2 separate regions of the Lactuca sativa genome follow, and region 2 is linked to region 1. The links are chromatin contacts, called in public Hi-C maps. All regions are on one chromosome and are shown on one strand. Each heading gives the region's core, a stretch centred on a gene start, on an enhancer-like site or on the middle of the called end of the contact. The rest is flanking DNA. Distances are from core to core; before and after follow the strand shown.

Region 1 (5,805 bases), core at 2,141-4,640:
TAAGATATAACGTACAATCAGCAGGAGATATGTAAATCCTCATAATAGAGGGCATTTTGGTCATTTTTACATAATAATAGAATGAAAATGAAAGCATCATACCTCCCACAGACACACAAGTAGGTCTAGGTTAGTGACCCACTTGTCTGTTTTTAACCATTTTGTTATGATCTGACTAAGTTCAGGACTACAAAATTTGAACCAACGTCTAGGAGTAATGTCGTTGGTCTTATTTTGAAACTTGTTTTGCCATATTGACACATAATCTACCAATAATTCAGCCTTTAAGATGTCACTGTGGAATTATGCTACACCATTAACCTGCCAAAACAGAGAAAAACAAATGGGCTGAATTGATGGAGCCTAAATTATCCCTAAAAAAAGGCACAAAATATAAGATAAAATTAGTTGGTTTTTCCTATATTTATAGTATTCAAACATCTTACCGTATGCCTAGAAACCACACAGAACTTTGCCATGCGGACAACCGACTTATTATGATCTAAAATCCTCATATCAAAATTGATAGTATCCTGAAAAAAAAAAAACAAAAATGAACATCAAAGAAGCAAAAAAAAGGAAGGAATTGTGCTTTCTAGTATTCTTACCCTCAAAGCAAATGCTAAAGGTGAATGTATAAATTCAACCATTCCTTTTTGAAATGTGGAGTCAATTTGGTCAAACATTGTTTTGCAGGACATCTCGTAAGCAGGAAGAACAGAAGCTTCCATACTATCTTTAGTGCTTCCTGTAAAAAAGGGTTTAGAATTTAAAAAACAAAATTCATCATTTTATATTTTAGAAAGATCTATTATTGTTGTATCACATACCTGTAAAGCTTGTTTTCCAGATGTTTGAAATTGGACTTGAATTTGCCTTGAAACAGTTGCTTCAAGCTTAGTATTAACTATTTTTTCCAACTGATTTATAACATTATCACCTATGCCTCTCTGCATGCTAATTTAGACTTTAAATTAGTTTTTTTTTTTTAATTTTAAATGAGAAATTGGATGTTAAAATCAGTTACCTGGAAAGCCTCTGAGATAGGTGTGGTGACTGCCTTTTCGATAACTTGAGTAACAGATCGCCCAACAGCAGCTCTTACTGCAGCCATTTCCTTCTTCAAGATTTTCTCGGATGATGTAAGCATTTTCGTAAACCACCATTCCCAAGTGCCATATCTTTCTCCTAAAATTTTTATAATGCAATAGTTAAAAAAATAGAACATATTAATTATGTTAGAAAGATTTTAAAGGATTACCTGCTCAGTGATTTCTTCAAGTTCATGTCCCAGTTTGTTCAAAGCACTGGAAAATGCATGTTGAATATCAAGATTCCCAATGGCATTAGTCAATGCTCGCCTTTGAAGAAACTCCATGGATAAATAGTATGTTTGCTTTGGATCAACTTTGTGATAATGAAGATAGGTCCCATTCCATTGCTGAAGAAGCAGTGAAGAAAAAGGAAGCATGGTTAGCCCTCAAGAACCTCAAAAACAATAGGAGAGACAGCTGCATAATACAAGTCTCTTTGTTGAGAGTTTGGAATAATAATAACTATATGCCATCAAGGAAAGTCAAACTAGAACATACAATTGACTTGAAACTCTTTATGACGGATTCAAAGCTTTAAGGTTTATCTTCTGCAAAACCAGAGACAAAAGTCAGTTCCATAAACAATGTAGAAGAAAAAAGGTCTAGTCAAAAGTCAAATGAAAGAGAACAATGGTTATAACTTACGTATAGATAGAGGGTCTATATGTACAAAGAACTTGCAGCAACTATCAAATAGCAAAACACAAGAATTACTCCCTCGAAGTAATTGGATGTTCCATCCTACAAATATATAAAAGAACCATTTTTAAATGAAAATTTTAATTAATCAAATTTTTGTAAAAATATATGAATATGAGGCTTACTTGCAACATGAAAGCCACTACTAGAACTGTCATAATAAGAGTTGTTGTCTCAAAAAGTTGAAAATTTAGGTCCAAAGGACGCCCCATGATCCACCCAACAACCACACAAATGGAATCTGCAGTTACAAACACAAAAATTTTAAAATAAAAGTTAGTATTTGTTTAAATTATGCTGCTATTTCTTTAAATTAACCTTTCTTTTAATATACAGAGAAAAAAACACGTACAACAAACATATATATTTGTGTTGAGGAGCCAATCGCGACTCCTAAAGAGATATCCTGCAAAGATTGTAACTAAAAATATTTAAAAAACTAAATAAAATGAATTATGATTCACCCTCCCCTAGGAATAGTGAAATACATCAAACAAGGAATTAAATTGTATCTCGAATATGTCAAAAACATAGAATTTTTTTTAAAAAAAAATGAAGCAAACAAACAATCAAGCCTAAGTGGTATAAAAAGAAACCGAATTACTATGATGCATTTGTCAAATTCTTGATATTTTTAAGCAAACAGACTCACCCAAACTTGTTTTAAGCTTCAAAAATATTTCATCCCGACTCTTGTTTGAAACTTTACTAAGCCTATCCTGTAATGAGTGTCGAAGAGCACCTGTTGGTGGACAAAAAGAGCATTCAGATTCAATAATCATATATATATATATATATATATATATATATATATATATATATATAGAACCCTATTACTAAATGTGTGTGTATGTGTGTGTCGAATTGGCTTAAGCCCTTAAGTATGACATGAGGACTTACTTGCAGACACAGGTTGGGATTTTCTATCAATCTGCAATTCTGCATTACAATTGATTTGCTGCTTAAGTTACCATCCCTCTTTAATTCAATACATATAGGTGCACGAGTTGCACCACCTTCACCAGTTGGCTGCTCAACTTAATTTGAAAATTGAAATGACTTGTTTTGTTATCATAATGAATTAGAAAAAACATAAAGTGAATATATATGTCCAGATTGAATATGAAAATAAAGAAAAATGAAGGTCGTACCAGAGCAAGATGCCCAATCAAACTGTTCAAAACTGCTGATTTACCTGTACTCTGAACAATTGGTAGCCCATAATTAGAAATGAACTATTTAAGATCCATAAATTGGTAAACCTGAAAAAGCAAAAGGGTAGGCTAGCAAGATCAGATTGGCTCCATGATTAGCTAAACAGTAGACCCCTAGCAGTTGATGAGTGGAGCTTGATCTAGTAGAAAGCATAATGCAAATTAATACTTCGACATATGGCATTAAGCAACAGTAGATGAGTTTCTGCTGCAAGCAATAGTTTTGAATCACCTATATGCTAAATTGGAATCTAAGCAAAAATAGTTCCCAACTACATTTAGAAAAAGATCCATCAAAAATAGGGATCACAACAAAAACATATCGAGAGATCCACTGACTTAGTCAATCAACACAAAAGCAAGTAGTTGGATCAAAAGAGCGCATGTATGACAAACTTACGGTATTGCCAAGAGCAACAAAATTAAGAAATTTGGAAGGGTGTTTTGAAGAAGACGATGAATTTGCATCCCCAATGGCAAACACCTTCGTGGGGTTTGAAGAAAGGGCTGTTGACGCGCTCCGGGAAAGTAAATGCATCCCCAACGGTCCAACTCCGCCTATTTATTTCATCGGACCTTTGATCGTCGGTGGAAATCATGTGGATCCTAGCAAAAACGAGTGCTTAAAATGGTTGAATTCACAACCGAGTAAAAGTGTAGTGTTTTTATGCTCTGGGAGTCAGGGTGTGTTGAAGAAGGAGCAGTTGAAGGAAATAGCTATTGGTTTAGAGAAAAGTGAGCAAAGATTCTTGTGGGTGGTTCGAGATCCGCCACCAGATGACAAAAAAACCGACTCGAATTCCGGTGGTGATAAAGAAGTCGGTCTGGATGCGATTCTTCCTGACGGGTTTAAGGGCAGGATTGGGGATAAGGGGATGGTGGTGAAGAATTGGGCACCACAGCCGGCGATACTTAGTCATGAGTCCGTGGGTGGATTTGTGAGTCATTGTGGGTGGAACTCGGTGCTTGAAGCGGTGGTAGCTGGGGTGCCACTGGTGGCATGGCCATTGTATGCGGAACAAAAGATGAATCGAGTGTATTTGGTTGAGAGAATAGACACAAGAGAGACAGAGATATTGATTCAGGTACGATTGAGAGGTAAGAACATTTAATCATTTGAAGAAGAAGGAATTTGGATGGGCGAGGTGGGGACGAGGAAAACTTGTTTCCTGTGAGATCCAAAGCACAAAAGCCCTAGTTTTTCCAATTTTGGGATGGCGTGTTTTAACATGTGAGAACGTGGGTGAAGGCGGGGGGACCTAGGGCTTCTTGTTGGAGGTGCTGGAGGTGGGTGAAGGAAGAGGCCCTAGGGCTTCTTGTTGCTAATTCGAAGATCAACATCGATGGTAGAAGGTGGAGGCATCAGTAGAACGAACAAGGTAAAAAGAGAGGAGATCGAACCATTTGGTGTGAGGGTCGATTTGGAAGAAATCTCAAACCCTTAACCTTAATTTACCATCCATTTGTAATTTGGCTGAGGGGTGGAGGCAGTGGATGTGGATGAGGGGTGGAGACGAGGGAGAAGAAGATGGGGGTTTAAAAAATTTGGGGATTTCATTTTCCCTCGGACACGCGCGTTTCTTAAAAAAAATATAAAACGACATTCACAGATGAAGCACAAGTGCCTTCCGTGTTTTTAATATTTTTACATGAGACACTAATTTAAAGGCACTCAGTAATGCGCGACATAAATCCTTAAAATTTTTGAAGAGATGATACTTTTTTAATGTCACTCTCTAATGCGTAACATAAATTAAAGAGCGTCGTGTTTTGCGCGTCGTAAAAGGCTGTTTTTCTAGTAGTGCTAATAGTTGATTTTCTTCCTGACCCCTTATCGGTTGTCTCGCTCATTCCCATCTCAATTGATTATCTATACCATGATTAAATTGTACCTTTTTGCTAATCAAGCAATCTTTATTAGATTCCATAACATAGATATTAGGAAATCTCTCGTTCAAAGGGATATCACCATACCAAATATCTGTAACATCGTGATTTTTCATCTCGTTTTTATTTAAATCATCATTTAACATATTATAGCAACAAAAGTCTTAATTAGTTATTTATAAAATATCACCAACATTACTTACTTCAAAACGTTCAAAACCAATCCATCAAAACGTAATTTGTAAAAGTGTTTCCAAAAAAAATACCAAAACCAAATGTAACTGAAACATCACGACATGTCGAAACGGTATCATTGTTAAAAGTGACTACCCCAAAACTTACCCTAACCTCACCAAGCCAAAAAAATCAAGCTACATGTTTCAATGCAAGGTCCAAAACAAGCAAAGAAACAAGTATTTGCATCAGTATAGCGAGTCAATCTCAAATACATAGGTATAGGTATGGAAACATGCATATATATCATACAATACATTTAATCATAGAAGCACCCATACTACATATTCCTACCAAACAATCATGCTCCGTTTATTAACATATTATGAATATATTAATTATTGACATTTCACTATAGTAATTATGTATTTTACCATCGCTATAATTACTCCTATGTCCATCGCTAACATGGGTCTAAACTCTCCTACATTTTTCCCTTTTAAAAGACCTTGTTCGCTACTAACGTGACTAGGTCGACCCAATGCACATGGTGAGGCACGACTCTCACCCATAACATTGCCCCTTGATTCGTTGCGTTGACTACTCGTAACGCTGCATTTACAAGTACGATGCATTGTCGTTCGAGAGTGGTTTGCTTGGTATTTCTACACTTATACCCCTACCCAAATATGATGCCTAATATGGCTTCTACACGTACCAACATCACTTCAGTCCCT
Region 2 (5,805 bases), core at 1,931-4,430, 130 kb after region 1:
TGGATTATCCCTGAATTATAATTTAATACAGCTCGGACATTAATCGTGTCGAACAATATTTTAAGCATAGTGAACAAACACGATCCAAAAAGATATCTAGGTTTTATTTTAATTATCAACGTCCTCTTTTGCAGCCCCCAATTCTAACATATTTAACCAAATTTTGATAATTTCTTACAATGACAGGATCAAACCTAATCCTTATGGAATTCTGGTATTGTCACATATAGATCAAAGGAAATGGTAAAACCGAACAACCTAACAAATTTTCGGTGCAAAATTTCTAATGAATTACTTTAATTACATTTCCTTTTTGCAACGCCAAAAATATAATAACAAAGAAAGACGTTATTGGTACCAAATTTTTGTGAACCAATTGAGATATCAACTTGTCATGATCAATGCACAACTGCCCATTTCTTAATATGCATACTTGCTCTCTGTGCCTGCCAGATTTCACCACAAAGTTACGTTTAAAATAAGATTTCTTATAATTGTACCGAGTTAATTTGAACAAAAATTCTACGGTCAGATTTAACTTACCTCCTTTTCCCAATCACAACGGCTTGTAATAATAGCCAATACAACCGTTTGAAACGCGGTTCCTCCGAAAATCATTCCAGCCCAAATACCCTAAAACCACATGTACAAATGTTGGATTTTGCACACACAAAAAAAAAAAAAGCAAATAAGGTCACAAATGACATGACATGAAGACATATTGTACATTATACTCTCAATGAAACTAATATCAACAGGACAAAAGGACCGATCCTCTTTAGAAAATGACCCTATAATCAAGCCTATCTAGTCATGTCATGTGACATCTAGGCGAGTCCAATAAATTTCAGTCACTTGTAAGAGAAGAACTTGTACCATGACACCGAGATGGAAAAGCCATCCCATGGCAAGTCCCATCGGGACTCCTATCAAATAGTAGCAACCTAAGTTAATGTACGCTACATATGACTGCCATCCGGAACCAACAGCAACACCTATATATCAGATTACATAGTTTGTGCATTAGTGATTGTAGAGCTTTGAAAAACCGAGAGAATATTGATTTAAAATGAGGAGGTGTTTACCTGAAAGAACGGGTTGAATACTGTTGAGAAGAATGGTGAAAGCCAAGAGAAGTGAAAGCTTGCTTACAGCATCCAACACAGGTTCACTGTTGGTGAATATTAACGCTAGCTCGTTGTGGAATAACATGATCAAGAGCCAAAAGAAGAGGCCTATCACTGCAGATGTGGTAACTGCAACTATGGTAGCGAATCTAGCACCTTTCCCGTTTCCTGCTCCTAACTCGTTTGCAACCCTAACTCTGTTCATATAAAGTATTAATAATTACATGTAATTAGATACATTTTCAGACATGGCAAAATGAAAAAATGAATCTAAATGTTAACAAACATACCCCGTTCCAGCAAAGAATCCAAGAGGGATCATGAGTTCGAAGCCATTAATAGACATGCTACACAATAAAAACATATAAACATTTATTAATTTTGACTGATCTTTAATTTAAACTTATGTATATGATACATTAATACCTTTTAAAATTATATATATCATGGGTCCACATAAAAACAGTCCGAATATGGTATATGTCAAGTAGGATTTTTCATCGTCCGCGTTACTTATTAATATATTCTATTTTTTTCCAAAAAAAACTCTTTACACATAAAAAATAATTAGAAAAAAAACAAAAAACGTGATGTAATCACTGACCAAAACAACGATAATTGTAATATGTGGACATACAAGAAAGACAGTTTAGGTCACAAAAGGCTAAAAGACAAGATATAAAGAAATGAAAACCAAAAACAAAACGACCACACAAAAGATACAAATAAAGAAATTTAGACCACGAGAATTATTAATTTATTACCATATAGACAAAGCATCCACAGCAATTTTTGCGTTTTCAAGGTTCCCAGTCATCACGATCAGTATTCTGTAGTACCAGTTCTCCAAACTGCAATTTTCGAAAAAAGACATTCGTGTTAAATAAATGAAGCTTCATGAGTCTTATCGTACGAAGGTACTAGATTCTTTTCGAATCTTTTGATACGGCTGCAAGAAAGATACGATAGTTACAGAATGTCAATCCAAGCACCGGAAACTGAGATAATTACCACAACATGACGCCGGAGGCGGCGGAGAGTTTGACAAATGACCACAGTCCAGTAAAGGCTTCCATGGAAAACCCACCCCAGGTCTCCGGGCAACCACCGAATACCGAGAAACAGAACAACCCTATAACGATCAGCCACCATGAGAAGTTCAGAGTCACCACCGTTCCAACCAGTCCCAGCTGAAGTTTGTACACAACCAGCCAACTCATCACCGAATGAACCACCAGCGCACCGAGTGACACCCACGCAATCACATACGTCTTAAGCTGACTCTGAAGAAATCTTTGTAATGGGAACTGAAAGCAAAGGCTGAAATGGAGTGGTATCAAACTCATAGACACCTTACCGGAGAGCTCCGATATGTCTGCCGGTTGTCCGAGCAGTTTCAGCACCGGTGAAGCGAAGATGTACAACGGTAGAAGTAGAATACAACATAAGAAGAGTACAATCCATGAGCGTTGTAGATACACTCCTAACATTCGATAGTTTTTCGCTCCATATGCTTGTCCACATAACGTCTCTAAAGCACTCGCCATCCCCAACTAAATCCCACATGAAAATGTTTAGAATCTCAGAGAAATCAACAGAAATCAAAATTTCGAAAAGAGTAAAGATATTACCAAAAGACCGAAGTCGAAGCCGACAATGACACTGGTGGCAATGGAGATGGCGGCGAGCTCAAGATCGCCAAGATGACCGGCGAAGGCTTGGGTGATGACAAACATGGAGTAGGAGGCTATGCGGCTGAAGATGGCGGGGCCGACTATGTGCCATAGCTTCTTGGATTCAATCAAGAACCGGTGTCGAAATGAGAGATCGAGGTCTTGCTGGTCTGAAGTTTTTGAAACCAAGTCGACGTTTGAAGATGTATGATCCAACAAGGGTACAAGTGTTGGCTCCTCGACTCGACTACCAGTGCCTTTGATGCCCGCCATTTTTCTCGATTATCCTCCCTTTTTCTCTAATTTATTACTTGAATTCCTCTGTCACATGTGAGAGAGAGAGGGGTGTGTATATAGAAGACTTCATGCGTTGGACCTGGGTATTTAACTCATATTTTCTTTTTATGATAGTGTAGACGTGCTCAACTTTTGTACCTAGTAACCTAGAATAGACAAAGATAATATTATACTTGACTAGGTTTATATATACCGTTATATAGTTTATAATGCTGGAAACTATGGTTATAAAATTAATTAAATTTTATCAGTGATCTCAAAATTATTAATCAATTATTTTAAATAAATTATTAATTAACTGATATTTTTTTAGTTATATAAAATTTAATCGTTAATTTAAATAAATATATGAAATTTTATCACCTTATAATTTATATTAATTTTATTTTAATTTTTATTCTAATGTTATTAATTTAATGTAATTAGAGTAGGAAATTTAAATTTTAAAATTTGAAATTAAAAATTAGTAAGTTGACAAGTAACATACATTAATTAGAAGGTATAATACGATGATACATGTCATAAAAAGAATAAAATCTACATTAATTATGAGGTTTAATATGATAACACATGTCAAAAAGAGATTAAAATATTCTTTTATTAGAATAGGGATATATATATATATATATATATATATATATATATATATATATATATATATATATATATATATATATACTAGGTGTGAGACCCATGTATTACATGAGTTTATTTAAAAAAATAATAAATATGAAATTTTAACAATTTGAAAATTTTGAATTTGTAAGAAAAATGAGAATTTTTTTGAATAATTAAAATTAATGAGGCTTTAATATATTGAATACATTACATATATACACCATTTTTAATAAATACCTTCTATGTATATTACCTTACATATTAAATGTGGAATTTTAATTTAATAAAATGAAAAATACAATAAAATGACAAATGGAAAATAGAAAATTTAAAAATTCTACAAAATATCATGTGTCCAAATGAATGAAAAGATGACATGTGGCAAAAAAAACCTTCATTTATTAGAGTATATATATATATATATATATATATATATATATATATATATATATATATATATATATATACGTTCATTTGAGACCATTTATATTTTGTGAGACATGAGGACCAAATATTAGCCTTTAATCAAAACTGATCTTGTGGCTAAAAAATAACCCAGATTAAGGTGTCTAATTAAATTCTTAGGGCAGTTTAGTCAATGTTATGATCATAATAACTAGTCATGTTTTATCTCCTATTCATCATTTAACGTAACAAGATGTCGTCTCATTCTTTTGATGATTTTATCAATCGTAACCAAATCGATCAAATCCTCCGCAGAAAGTTATCTCTTTCACCTGATGAAATCGAAACTAAAAGTATGATCTTCAAGAACTTCAAGTTTCGATTGTTAGTCTATTCATTAATTTTCATCAGTTCATCATCATCATCAAAACGATCATTAATTGATGTCGATTTCCAACAGTTTTCTAGCTTTGATTTTTTACAACCAAATCTGTTATTTCAGCAATTCATCATCTTAGATGTATTCTCAATTAGAGGCTTTGATTTTAGCTATTAATAATTTGTTTCAAGATATATTTTTTTCCTACGCATTCGAGCACATATTACTTAAAGAAAAGCAAGCAACAACAGCGAATCTTTAAGCTAATATGCATTCTTTCTATAAATTAATGAGGTATGTACAAAAAATTATTATTATTGAGCAAATTCTCTTAAACTAAAAATGCACTCTACTTGTTTGATGAAAGTCCTGAATGAATAACGAGTCTTATGTATCCCTCCCTCCTTCCTACGACTTAAGTCCTCTTTAAGAATATGTGTATACTTACAAAACATGAGTCACAATTGGTGAAAAATAATATAATGTTTGCTTCTCATATTAGCTTCACTACTATTTTGTTTAAATATGATTTTTTTTCAAACACAAAAGGTTGGAGATTGATTTTAGCATAATTTTGTATAAATCCTGATAGAATTGTATATTATAATGATTAGAATAATTGTATGTTTTATGTTTTATTTTAAGTATCATGATGTATATTTATGCCTGTTTCGATTTTGAAAGATTGGTGCTTGCATCGTAGGGAAATATCTGACCATGTTGATGCTTGGAGCTTGGAACACGTTTTATCTTTGGTTTTCCTCTAAATAATTAAATCATATTCTTGTTGATATAAATGTTATTCTTTTTCCATCATATTTAGACAGGTACACTAAATGGTGTATATATGAAAGATTGGTGTAATCATTGTTGGGAAATCTCAGACTATGTTGATGCTTGAAGCTTGAAACATGGTTCCTCATTGTTTTTATTATTTTGATTTTCTGAGTGAAAGGTTTAGGTTAGTTACTATCCTCATTGTCAGTAGCATGTGAAGTAAAAGATGAATTTGGACTAGTTTAGCATGAAGCAGAAGTGGTACTTGGTCCCATTTCATCATATTTTTTATTACATTGCATAGTACATACTATATTATTCTTTTTAGAATAATTGAAAACCATTACTCATAGGCCCTTACATATTCAAAAAATTAAGTTTAGAATACAATTTTGTAAATATTTATACAATAGTAAATATTAATGGAATACTTTTTTGTAGGTTAAATTAATGATGGTGCTAAAGAATCACACTCAAGCAATGAACTCGTTTCAACTAATGATTATTTAGTTTGGATTCTGGATATTCT

What was found. Hi-C and Micro-C count contacts between places; a contact is called where the count stands out from the background.
Region 2: a contact with region 1 is called in a Hi-C map of leaf, with 2.6 times the contacts expected there. The contact joins the promoter of LOC111883351 here to the promoter of LOC111896617 in region 1. A contact is called at or near these places in 2 of 4 Hi-C or Micro-C datasets (both in leaf).

Annotation. Positions count from the first base shown.
Region 1 is chr2:153,755,658-153,761,462 of Lsat_Salinas_v11, forward strand. LOC111896617 (UDP-glycosyltransferase 88B1) reads left to right here and starts at 3,391. Exons shown (of 1, transcript XM_023892594.2): 1 at 3,391-4,119. The coding sequence starts at 3,391. The coding sequence ends at 4,119.
Region 2 is chr2:153,888,158-153,893,962 of Lsat_Salinas_v11, forward strand. It overlaps LOC111883351 (protein DETOXIFICATION 27), which reads right to left and starts at 3,181. Exons shown (of 8, transcript XM_023879675.3): 1 at 2,759-3,181; 2 at 2,139-2,680; 3 at 1,892-1,978; 4 at 1,418-1,474; 5 at 1,086-1,324; 6 at 877-995; 7 at 544-633; 8 at 127-446. The coding sequence starts at 3,073. The coding sequence ends at 399.